2 separate regions of the Arachis hypogaea genome follow, and region 1 is linked to region 2. Evidence: chromatin contacts called from public Hi-C data. All regions are on one chromosome and are shown on one strand. Each heading gives the region's core, a stretch centred on a gene start, on an enhancer-like site or on the middle of the called end of the contact. The rest is flanking DNA. Distances are from core to core; before and after follow the strand shown. Region 1 has its middle 21 kb from the start of LOC112802459. Region 2 holds the start of LOC112802457 (GDSL esterase/lipase At3g27950).

Region 1 (5,156 bases), core at 1,335-3,834, 43 kb after region 2:
TCCAGAGTTCAGTTATGAAGACGGTGTCCACTAAAGGGTTTTCAGAGAGGACGGAAGTATCTACGCATCTCAAAAGAGTCTCAGAAATTTGGGAAGACATTGTGCAAAAAGGAAAAAATGTATGTGAAAATGATAATACCTACATTGCGCAGAAAAAAGAGGTCATCAAAAAAACAGTTCATAATGAAGAAGTTCTTTTCAAACAAAAGGCTAAAGCAAATAACAACCATAGCAAAAGAGATCATCGCAAAAGGGAAAATGCAAAATTCCAAAAATGTTCCTACTACGAACAGTAAAAACGCCACACCAAAGAATCTCGCTCTCAAAACATGCAGCATGTCAAGTAAAAAGGCAAAAAGAAGATACATAGAACTAACCTTTTGTAAAGTAAAAGATAGAAAGACAAATACTGCAACGGAAGAGAGAAAGCCTGAGGATATTGTGAGCAAAGAAAGGAGCGAAAGACTAAAAACTGTTCTCAGAAAGCAAACGAAAGAAGGGAAGGAAAGAAGAAGGAAAGGCATTTATAATGCACTAGGGGCATAATCGTAAAAACGGTTCGGTCATTAAAAGAACGCGCTGTTATCAATGTAACTGCCCGCCCACGTGTAAATGTAGAAGCCAAACGGACACAACGTTTGATTAGACGTGACGTTTGGAAATTCAAAATCATGTCGGTTTCAAAAACTAAAAATCACGTCGGTTTCCTGACATGAAAGAAGAAATTGACTTAGAACATCCCCAAGTTCGATTAATACTCGAATCCAACTCATAGCTAAGAGATCGGATTCGAGTAGGGGCACTGTTCCTACCCTGACCTAGAATGTAAGCCAGGCCCAAATAAAGGCAAGAGGCCCAATCCAAAAGGATGGCTTTCACTTGCTATCCGACCTCCACTAAAAACTCGGAGTCAACACCAATAAAGCAGTCAACACTTATCCAAGTGAGTAACTGCCTCCTTAAATCTCTCACATACTTCTAGAAGAGAGATCCCAACAACCCTAAGATAAAGGGACGGTTATCCACCGTTAGAAGTGGAACTACTTCAACGGTGGTTATTGGATCTTCTCTATAAATACACTGTCTCACTCAGGTAAACCTAAGTTCCAATACACTCTAAACCTGTTTACCCCCTTACTAACTTAGGCATCGGAGTATCTTTGCAGGTATCACCTCCCATTCTTTTACATACACAACTCGGACAACATTCCCAGACGTAAAGCAAATCGGAGACTACCTTCCTCTAGCGTTTGGATCTCTCTTTCAAGCCCAACCCTCCGGTTCTAGATAAGCCCCGGATCAATTCATCAGTTTCATTATTTTAGGTATTTTATTGGTTATTCAAAACTCATGTCCAAATATCTTACATACTCATATCTATTTCGAATAAGATATTTTTTATTTGTCTTATATGATATTTTTTAAAATATAATTTATAATTTATAAAATAAAATATAAAATATTAAAAAAATCACATAAATTTTAAATAATATAATAAAGTCATCATATTACGATATTTAAATTTATGAAATCTGATAATTTATCTTAAATATTTTTTTGTGTATATTTGGAGCAGGTAATTATTATTCATATCAGACCCAGACCCAAATAATAATTATTAGATATTACTCATACTCATCTAAAACGTAGTCAACGGTTAAAAAATTTATCCCAAATGAAACAAAACACGTAGGCCGGATCAAGTCAGGTTGGCTCAAATTATCATCCCCCTAGTCACCAAAAAAAATTATCATCCCTAGCGAGTAGCCAATATGTTAAAATGTGTTTGGGTACAAATGTTTTTGAAAAATTGAAAATCAATTATTGTGTTTAAAAAAATCAATAATGCAAAATAAAAATTGAATTCATTTACAAATTAATGTATATCTTTGTATTACAATATAATAAAAACTAATTTGATTTGACTGGATGATTTTATCCTTAGCTTTATTACTAATAATAATAACAATAACAATAAGAATAATACGAACATCTACTATTATTTTAGTGTACCCAATATTTTCAATTCCAATAAAATCTTCTTGAGAAATAAGAGGACTTGATATAAATCTTATGAATTTAAAAATCAAATTAATTCTTATATATTCTAAATATAAGATTTGATTTACAAATCAAATTACTTTCAATTCCAACGAATTTTAAGTACGCTGCATCTCTGATGGCCATATTTATGGTAGATACTGGTAGTTACCGGTTGACTATCCAATTACATGATGACATATTGTAATTAAGCTTTTCTTCACAGATTAATGACAGTTAAAATTGTTTCTTTTACTACGGTGATAATATTATCAATAGATGATATTGAGATTAGAAATGTCAATTCGTGTAGTGTTCCATCAACATTTACGTTTGGTTATCGGTGCCTAAAAGGGGAGAACTATGCAAAAAACGTTATCGGAGAAAATCTGGTGGTTATGTGTGTATTGTTGTTTGCTGGAGCTGATTGCGAAGAATAGTGTAAAGTTAGGTTTCGGGTCGGGTTGGTGTTGGGGGATTCGTTCATTTGTAGTGTTATGGGCCCTTGTTGGCCAGACACAATCTCAAAATAAAAAAATATAGTTACTTATGAATTTCACCATAATTAATAATATCTAACCCAAAGTCAAATCATTTTCTCCTTCCCACGTGTAGTGCACTATAGTAGAATGTTTGTAGCAATTGTAGCCACAGCAACACAGATGACCACCACAAAATGCACTTTTAAGTATCACTCTCCAATTTATTGGGGTATCTAGGATTGGGATTATCTAATTTACTGACTAACAAAAAAAAAAGTATACACTCTTACTTTCATCTTTTAATGCACAATCTTTTCTTCATTTTGCTCTATTGTTGATAATAATGATAGTGGTAATAGTGTTGATAATGATAGAAATGATAATATTTTTGGAGATGATGTGTTAGCTTGGTAATATTATATTGGGGGCAGAAACGGATTTAAAAATTTAAGAGTGAACGGATCACAAATTAAAATTTTGTATAATTAAATATAGTCATATATTTGATAATAGATATAATTATAATTAATTTTTTAATTAAAAATTAATAAATATTTATCAACTAAAAAAATTATCTCACTTTTTATAATTTTTATAATTTTATATCTAATAAAATATAAAATTATTTATTTTTAAATATTTTATTAATTAATTTACTTTATTAAATATTTATTTGAGAAGGAGTTATATTTTTATATTTTATATTATTAAAAAATATGACATAAAATAATATAAATTAATTGTACTAATAATTTTGTTATGTGAATTTAAAATATATTAAAGTATTTTTAAAAATAATAAAAAAATAATTAAATAGAAACAACTAAACAAAATTAGAAAAAGAATAATATTATTATAAATAATATTAAAATATTTTTTATATAATTATAAATGTTAAAATTAATTTTAAAAAAATCTAAAAAAATTTTAAATTAAATAAAAAAATACAAATAATATAAATGTATGTAAAAAAATTTAAACTCTAATACATAAAGAATATTAATACTTTTTACTATTATTACACTATTAAATTTTACTCTATACAATGTATCTATTATAATAGTATATCAGTTTAAAATTTGTTGGGGGCCAAGGCCACTACTTGTCCCCCTTGAGTTCCTCCGTAGTTAGGGAATAGAGTGAAAAGGAGAAATGAGGAGATCATAGTGTGCAATAAAAAAGAGAAAGAAGATAAAAAAGAAAAAAAATAATAATAAAAAAAGAATTTTGATTGAAAAACTGACATAAGATAAGAATAACATATTTTTTTTCGATTATTGAGTTACAACCTCGACTTAAAAAGGGGAGAAACCTACAAAAACTGATCTTTAATTAATTAAAATTTCCTTTAATATTTTTATCAAAGATAAATAATCAATCAAACATATTATGAATGTAAATCAAACACTTTGATTCTTAGTATATTTTTATTTGTTAGAAATGATTGAGAATTATTTTTTTCAAACAAATTATTTTTTTGTAGATTTTAATCAAATTTTTAATATGATAAAAATTTACGTGCAGTTATTTTTATAAACAAAAATAAATTAATTTTCACCTTTTAATATATATATATATATATATATATATATATGATAAATAAATTTCTAAAAATAATTGAGTTTTAAAATATTATTATAAAATAAATTAGACACCTTTAAAATAAAGGAGTGACTAATCTATCTTATAAAAATATTTTTTTTAAACTTTTAAAAATAAAAATTTATTAAAATTAAAATATCTAATATAAAATTTTTTGAGGTTAATTTGAATGTTATTCTTAAAATTAGTTTTATTATTTTTTTAACTACTCTCTAAAATGATATTTGACATATGCGTAAATTGAGTTAAGATCTAAAATGATCCATAAGATTAACTATGTGCACTAAGAGCCTCTCTAAAATTTCAATTGTATAAATTATTTTCTAAAATTGATAAAAAGCACCACGATAATCTCCATCAGCAAATAAAAAAAAAACTAAAGAATTAACGTATTGTATTTTTACTAATTTTAAAAAAATAATTGATTTAATTAGGATCTTAGACATTATTTTAGTATACACAGTTAATTTTACAAATTAGTTTGTTTGGAAAGTTTTAAAAATAATTTTTTTAAATTTTTGACTTATAAAAAGTAGTAATATTAATGTTTGGTGCAATTTTTAAAATTAAATTACAGCTTTTTAAGAAGCTATTTAGGAATTTATAGAGAAATTAAAAAAATGGCTTCTCTTATAATACTACTGCTTTTTAGGGCTTGTTTGGGCGTCATTCTAAAAAAAAGATCTTTTTTTAAATGATTTTTTTAAAAATGTTTTACAAAAAGTAAAAGTAATTTTATATTTGAATATTTTAGTTAAAAGTACTTATTTAAAAAATGTTATTATTTGGATACAAAAATACAAAAGTACTTTTATAATAATAAAATTACTTAAAATGACATTCAATTATAAAAGAATTTATTAATAATAATAATAAAATAATTATTATACTAATTTATTTGATCCGATAATTGATTTCTTAAATTGTCTCTTATTTCTTCTATTGTTTGAATATCTTTCTTGTGTTCTTCTCATTCATTAATTTTTAGAATTTGTTGATCTATCTTTTATAGTAATACTATCATTTTTATTG
Region 2 (5,499 bases), core at 1,615-4,114:
GGGCCGCAACTTTCCTCTTCATCCTTGCACTCTGCGGATCTTCACTCTCTGCTTCTGGGTCTGTCCATTAGAAGAACTCACACTCTTCTTTAATCTATAGCATCCCACCAGAGTCAGTACCCAGAAAAAAGAAAACATTGCCATCAATCACGAACAAAAATTTAAGAAACGAACCTCATAGTAGACAAAGCCCCAAAATCGTCACCCAGAGTTGTTCGTTGTTTCCGAAATTCTTAGCACGAGTCTCTCACCATGTCCATAGAGAAGCTCCCTCTTCTGCGCAGATGACCGACTACGAGATGACCGTGAGCTCTCAGCAGCCATGGCTCCACCCAGCTCTGCGAACCCTAGCAGCCGCTCGATTACGTTGGTTGGGGGTGAGATTTTGATTAAATGCTTCAACTACCAGTTATAGAAAAAAGAAAAAAATTTTAAAAAAAGAAAAAAAAATTTAGCTATTAAATGCTTCAACTACCAGTAACAATGTGTCCGAAAATTTTGTTTAATGGAGGGAATGATGATTTTAAAGCATTTCTGAGTGTTGGGGATGATTTTAATAACAAAAAAAAAGTCGGGGACGAATTTGAATTTCACCCCAAACCTTAAAAACGAAAAAAGTACTTAACCCTAAAAAAAATTAACATTAGCATTGAAAATAATAGTGTAACCTATATAAAAATAAAGGGTAAGAGAATATAAAAAATTAAGGTTAAAAATGAATATTATAATATTATATAAAGATAGGTTATTATGAGTAGATAAAAATACAATGAGAATTTTATGGCATAATGTAAAGATAAAAGTTGTTATTTGTGATCGTTATAGTTACCGTTATAATATCTTATTACATAAAAAAAATTAAAATATGTATTTAGATGTACATATATTTATATTATTCTTTGTTATTTGTGACTGTTAAAATGACTATTGTAATTATTATCGTTGTAATATATAATTATATAATATATAATTATGTTATTTTTAATTATATTTAAAAACCTATTTAGTTACATTTTAAAACTAATATTACAATTAATTACATTTAAAATAGATTGGTTATCCTAACTTTAGTAGAAACTTAAAAGAATTTATACGTTTATTTCTTATTTCTTGTAACATTTGATCATTTAGTGGGATCTTAAAAACAAATTAATTTTTTCTTGTACATTAAATTTTATTAGGTATAACGTTTCATAATTTTAATGGGAATTTAAAGTGAAATTTACATTGATTTTAGTGGACCTTTATTAGGTGTAACATTTCATAATTTTAATGAGATCTTAAGATAGAATTGACATTGATTTTATTTTTTGTAATATTTGATAAATTTAATAGGACGTTAAGGTGTAAAAAATAAATAATAAAACATATGAAAAAAGAGGAATAACAATGAATTTAGAAACCTATAGGACTAAGAATGAATCTAGAAATTATCTTTAGCTCTTTTTTAATATATGACTAATAGATAATAATATATACTAATTTTTTTTTCAAAAATATATGTTAAAAATAAAGTTGGACATACTAACATTTGGTAATATTTAAGTATATCCAAGCGTATCTAATTTTTTTTTTTTATTAAACAACAAACACGTGTGTTAAACAAATATCAATAAGTACCGTATCCGAAATGTATCCAACACATAAATGCGACAATCAACAAAGTGTCCATGGCGGAAGATTTTTCCAAAAAGCTTATATTCACAAAACATTCTCTCATTTTTTTAAATTGTTAAAGCATCCATGTATTAAGGTAGTGTTTTTTTATAGAGACTAAAATTAAAAATAGAGGATTAAAATTTAGTATTGTGTTTAATAGTTAGAAATTGAAATTAAAATTTCAGTTCAAGCTACAAAATTTTAGCCTTTTCATTATTTTCAAAAATTAAAAAAATAAGTGACTAAAATTTTTAAAAATAATTATTGAAATTTTAACAATATTTTTTATAACTAATAAATATTTTTATTATCTTTATATTAAATTTGAACCAAATAAAATACTAAAATATAACTCTGTTATATACATTTTACACAAGATATAATAGAAAGACTTAATTTAATCTTAAGTTCCTATCTATTAATCTTAATTTCTCTTCAAAAAATTTACTAAAAGTTCCAAATATACTTTTTTCCCATACTAGAAAGCTCCATAAAACAGACCCTAAAAGTTGTTTGTGCCTTTCCCGTTACTAGATTCTGCGGTCCGGTGTACAAAAAAGAAGATTCTATTTAACTTTTTTGCTCAAAATATTAACCAGCAAATCATGAAACAAACTAGAAAATTATAATTAATAATGGTCCCTACAATTTTCACATATGATAAAAGTGAGGATTCTTATTAGTGTTAGGTTTTTAACATTCGGAATTCGGATGATAAGCAACATATATGTGAAGGTTATGAAAAATCCAATATAAGAAATTTTTACACCTAGTAAAAAATACTGAAAATAATTTTTGTTGTAGACTACAGCTTTGTTTTGTTTTGTTTTTTTGTTTTTTATGTAATGAGGTTGAATGTTACCTCTACCTTTTTGGTGTCAATAATAAAAAATTAAGACAACCATATAAGCTGAAAATTTTCATGCAAGAAAATCCATTATGGTACAGAATAATTCCAGTTCCAACTGGTCAAAAACTGGTCTTCCATAAACATTTTATTGCTCCATATTCAAGTTTACATGTCAATATATATGTGTATGTTTTGGAAAATTAAAACAAACATCATGATTAATTTGTTTCGTCAAAAGCGTAAAGTTGCAGCAACTGTAAAATAAGCATAAACAAGATCGAATCCAGTTATTCTTACAAACTATTTTCACCGTGACATTATATTTATATAAAAAATAATCATGTCGGTGAACAGTGATATAACACATTATTTGCAATTATCACAAGAGTTTCACTGCCTCCTTGGAGTTTGAGGAAGCACACTTACATATTAGTGGCAGCAGAGCAAAACACAGAGGACAGAGTACACATTCCATAAGATAAAAAGCCTTGAACCATGGATTGTAGGAGAAGCAAACATGTAACAAGGCATTTGTGTTTGACTCTGTGTGTGTTATCATCATGGTCATTGGTTCAAGAAGCCTTAGGTGGTGGAAACAATAATAAGTGTTGGTTCCCTGCAATATACAACTTTGGGGACTCAAACTCAGACACTGGAGCCGTATCTGCAGCATTTACTAGTGTTCAACCTCCCAATGGTGAAACCTTCTTTGGCACTCTCTCAGGAAGAGCCTCCGATGGCCGTCTCATCATCGATTTCATAAGTAAGCCCGAACCACTTCTCATCCCTTCTCAGATTTCATCTTCATAAGTCTTGGGTCAGCTTTACTTTTCTATAATGTGTGTTTCCTTTTTTAAGTCATTAATCCTTAATTTGTGGGTTGCTAGTTTTATTTAATCAACATAAATCGTAAGAGACTCGATAGATTTAACATCTCAATCCATAATCCCTGCAATTAATGTTCGATCTCTCCCTAACCGCTTTAGTCTCAAAGTAATCTCTAGGATTGGCTGCTTGTACTAAAATAGTTTTTGAAATCTCAGTTGCATCAATTGTATTCTGAAATTAGCAGAAGTACACTATATTAGAATCTCAATTCTTTTTCAGTAAATAACTCATCACACCATTAAAAACTAATATGGTACATTTTTGCTAGTCTCAGAGACATAATTGCTGCAATTAGGATCTTGAGAACTATTTTGGTGCACGCGTGATTGGACTTTGTAGATGTTGGAAATGTTAAGCATTCCTTTTTGTCATAAATATTTATTTATTTTGGGTATGAATATATGCAGCTGAAGAATTGAAGCTTCCATACGTAAGTGCATATTTGAACTCGGTTGGGTCAAATTATAGGCATGGGGCAAACTTTGCAACAGGAGGTTCTTCAATTCTTCCGGGTGGTTATAGTCCTTTCCATCTTGGCCTTCAAGTTTCTCAGTTCATACAGTTCAAGTCACATACCAACATTCTCTTCAATCAGCTCTCTGACAACGGTTTCATTTTCTCATCCCTATGCCATTTTTCGTTTCATGTTTTATGTCACAATGCCAGTGCCCCTATAAAGGAAATGAAATAAAAACTTTCTTTTTTTTTGAAAATGGTAGTAGTAGAATGGTGCTTCGTTATTATGATAGTGACACTTGTTTATTTATTTTCAATATTCCAGGGACAGATCCACCTTTGAAAAGTGGTCTTCCAAGGCCTGAGGAATTCTCCAAGGCAATATACACCATTGATATTGGACAAAATGACCTTGCCTTTGGAATTCAACATGGTTCAATGGAACAAGTTAGAAGGTCTATTCCTCATATCTTGAGCCAATACTCCCAATCAGCTCAAGTAAGGGAACCATAAATTTAAATATAATTTTATATCAACAAACTATATTAAATCTATATTATTAGATTATCTTCGTGTAAAGAACACTAACTTCAACTTAATGCATTCGAGTCATTATCGTTATAGCGATTTGGTTTTTTGAGGACTTAAAATTTTGCATTGATTATTATGTTTGTAGCAACTATACAATGAAGGGGCAAGAGTGTTCTGGATTCATAACACAGGTCCAATTGGATGCTTACCATACAGTTACATTTACTATGAGCCTAAGAAGGGTAACATTGATGCAAATGGATGTGTAAAACCTCACAATGAGCTTGCTTTGGAATTTAACAGGCAACTCAAGAACCAAGTATTTCAGCTAAGGAAAAAGCTCCCTCTAGCTAAATTCACATATGTTGATGTGTTCAAAGCAAAATACCAATTAATCAGCACTGCAAAGAGCCAAGGTTGTAAAAGAACACTTAATTTAGTAGTATATAGTGTTTCGATTATCTTCAAATTACTAACAAACCACCAAATTTGGCCTTGCAAGATCGACAATATGGTACCCAAAAGATATATATATATATATATATATATATATATATATATATATATATATATATATTTGGGTCAGATAAATTGGACAATCCCCAATCCTAGGTATCACAACACACCCACACTACACACTCACCCACACAACACTAAAGGGTTCCTTTTCAATATTTAGTGCATTCACCAACGTTCGAACCCGAGTACAGCGTATTAAGAGACACATGGATTACCATCTGAGCTGAAATATTTTGTTTAATCAATTTCCCTAAGCCGATTCGGCCCAATTGTCTATGAAGTATATCTTTTGGGTATCATGGGTTAATATTCTTCCTTTAAGAACTGAACTTTCAGCATTTCAAATTTTTAAGGGCTAAATTGACAGTTCACTATATGTTTAAAGTTTAACTTTTGTTCTTGCTTTTGTGGCAGGTTTTGTTCCTCCATTAGAGTTCTGTTGTGGTAGCTTCTATGGTTACCATATAAATTGTGGGAAGAAAGCTGTAGTGAATGGCACAGTTTATGGGAATCCATGCAAAAATCCTTCTCAACATGTTAGTTGGGATGGCATACATTACTCTCAAGCAGCAAATCAATGGATTGCTAAACGCATT

The links. Hi-C and Micro-C count contacts between places; a contact is called where the count stands out from the background.
Region 1: a contact with region 2 is called in a Hi-C map of an unstated tissue, with 2.7 times the contacts expected there. The contact joins the enhancer-like site here to the promoter of LOC112802457 in region 2. A contact is called at or near these places in 2 of 8 Hi-C or Micro-C datasets (leaf and an unstated tissue).

Annotation. Positions count from the first base shown.
Region 1 is chr5:105,470,702-105,475,857 of arahy.Tifrunner.gnm2.J5K5, forward strand. No RefSeq gene overlaps it. Among protein-coding and RNA genes, the nearest start is that of LOC112802459, 21 kb to the right of the region's middle. Within about 2 kb of position 2,585, at least 1 of the 3 cell types and tissues checked has open chromatin away from gene starts, as enhancers often do.
Region 2 is chr5:105,427,547-105,433,045 of arahy.Tifrunner.gnm2.J5K5, forward strand. It overlaps LOC112802457 (GDSL esterase/lipase At3g27950), which reads left to right and starts at 2,865. Exons shown (of 5, transcript XM_025845690.3): 1 at 2,865-3,272; 2 at 3,805-4,005; 3 at 4,179-4,351; 4 at 4,530-4,800; 5 at 5,318-5,499. The coding sequence starts at 3,005.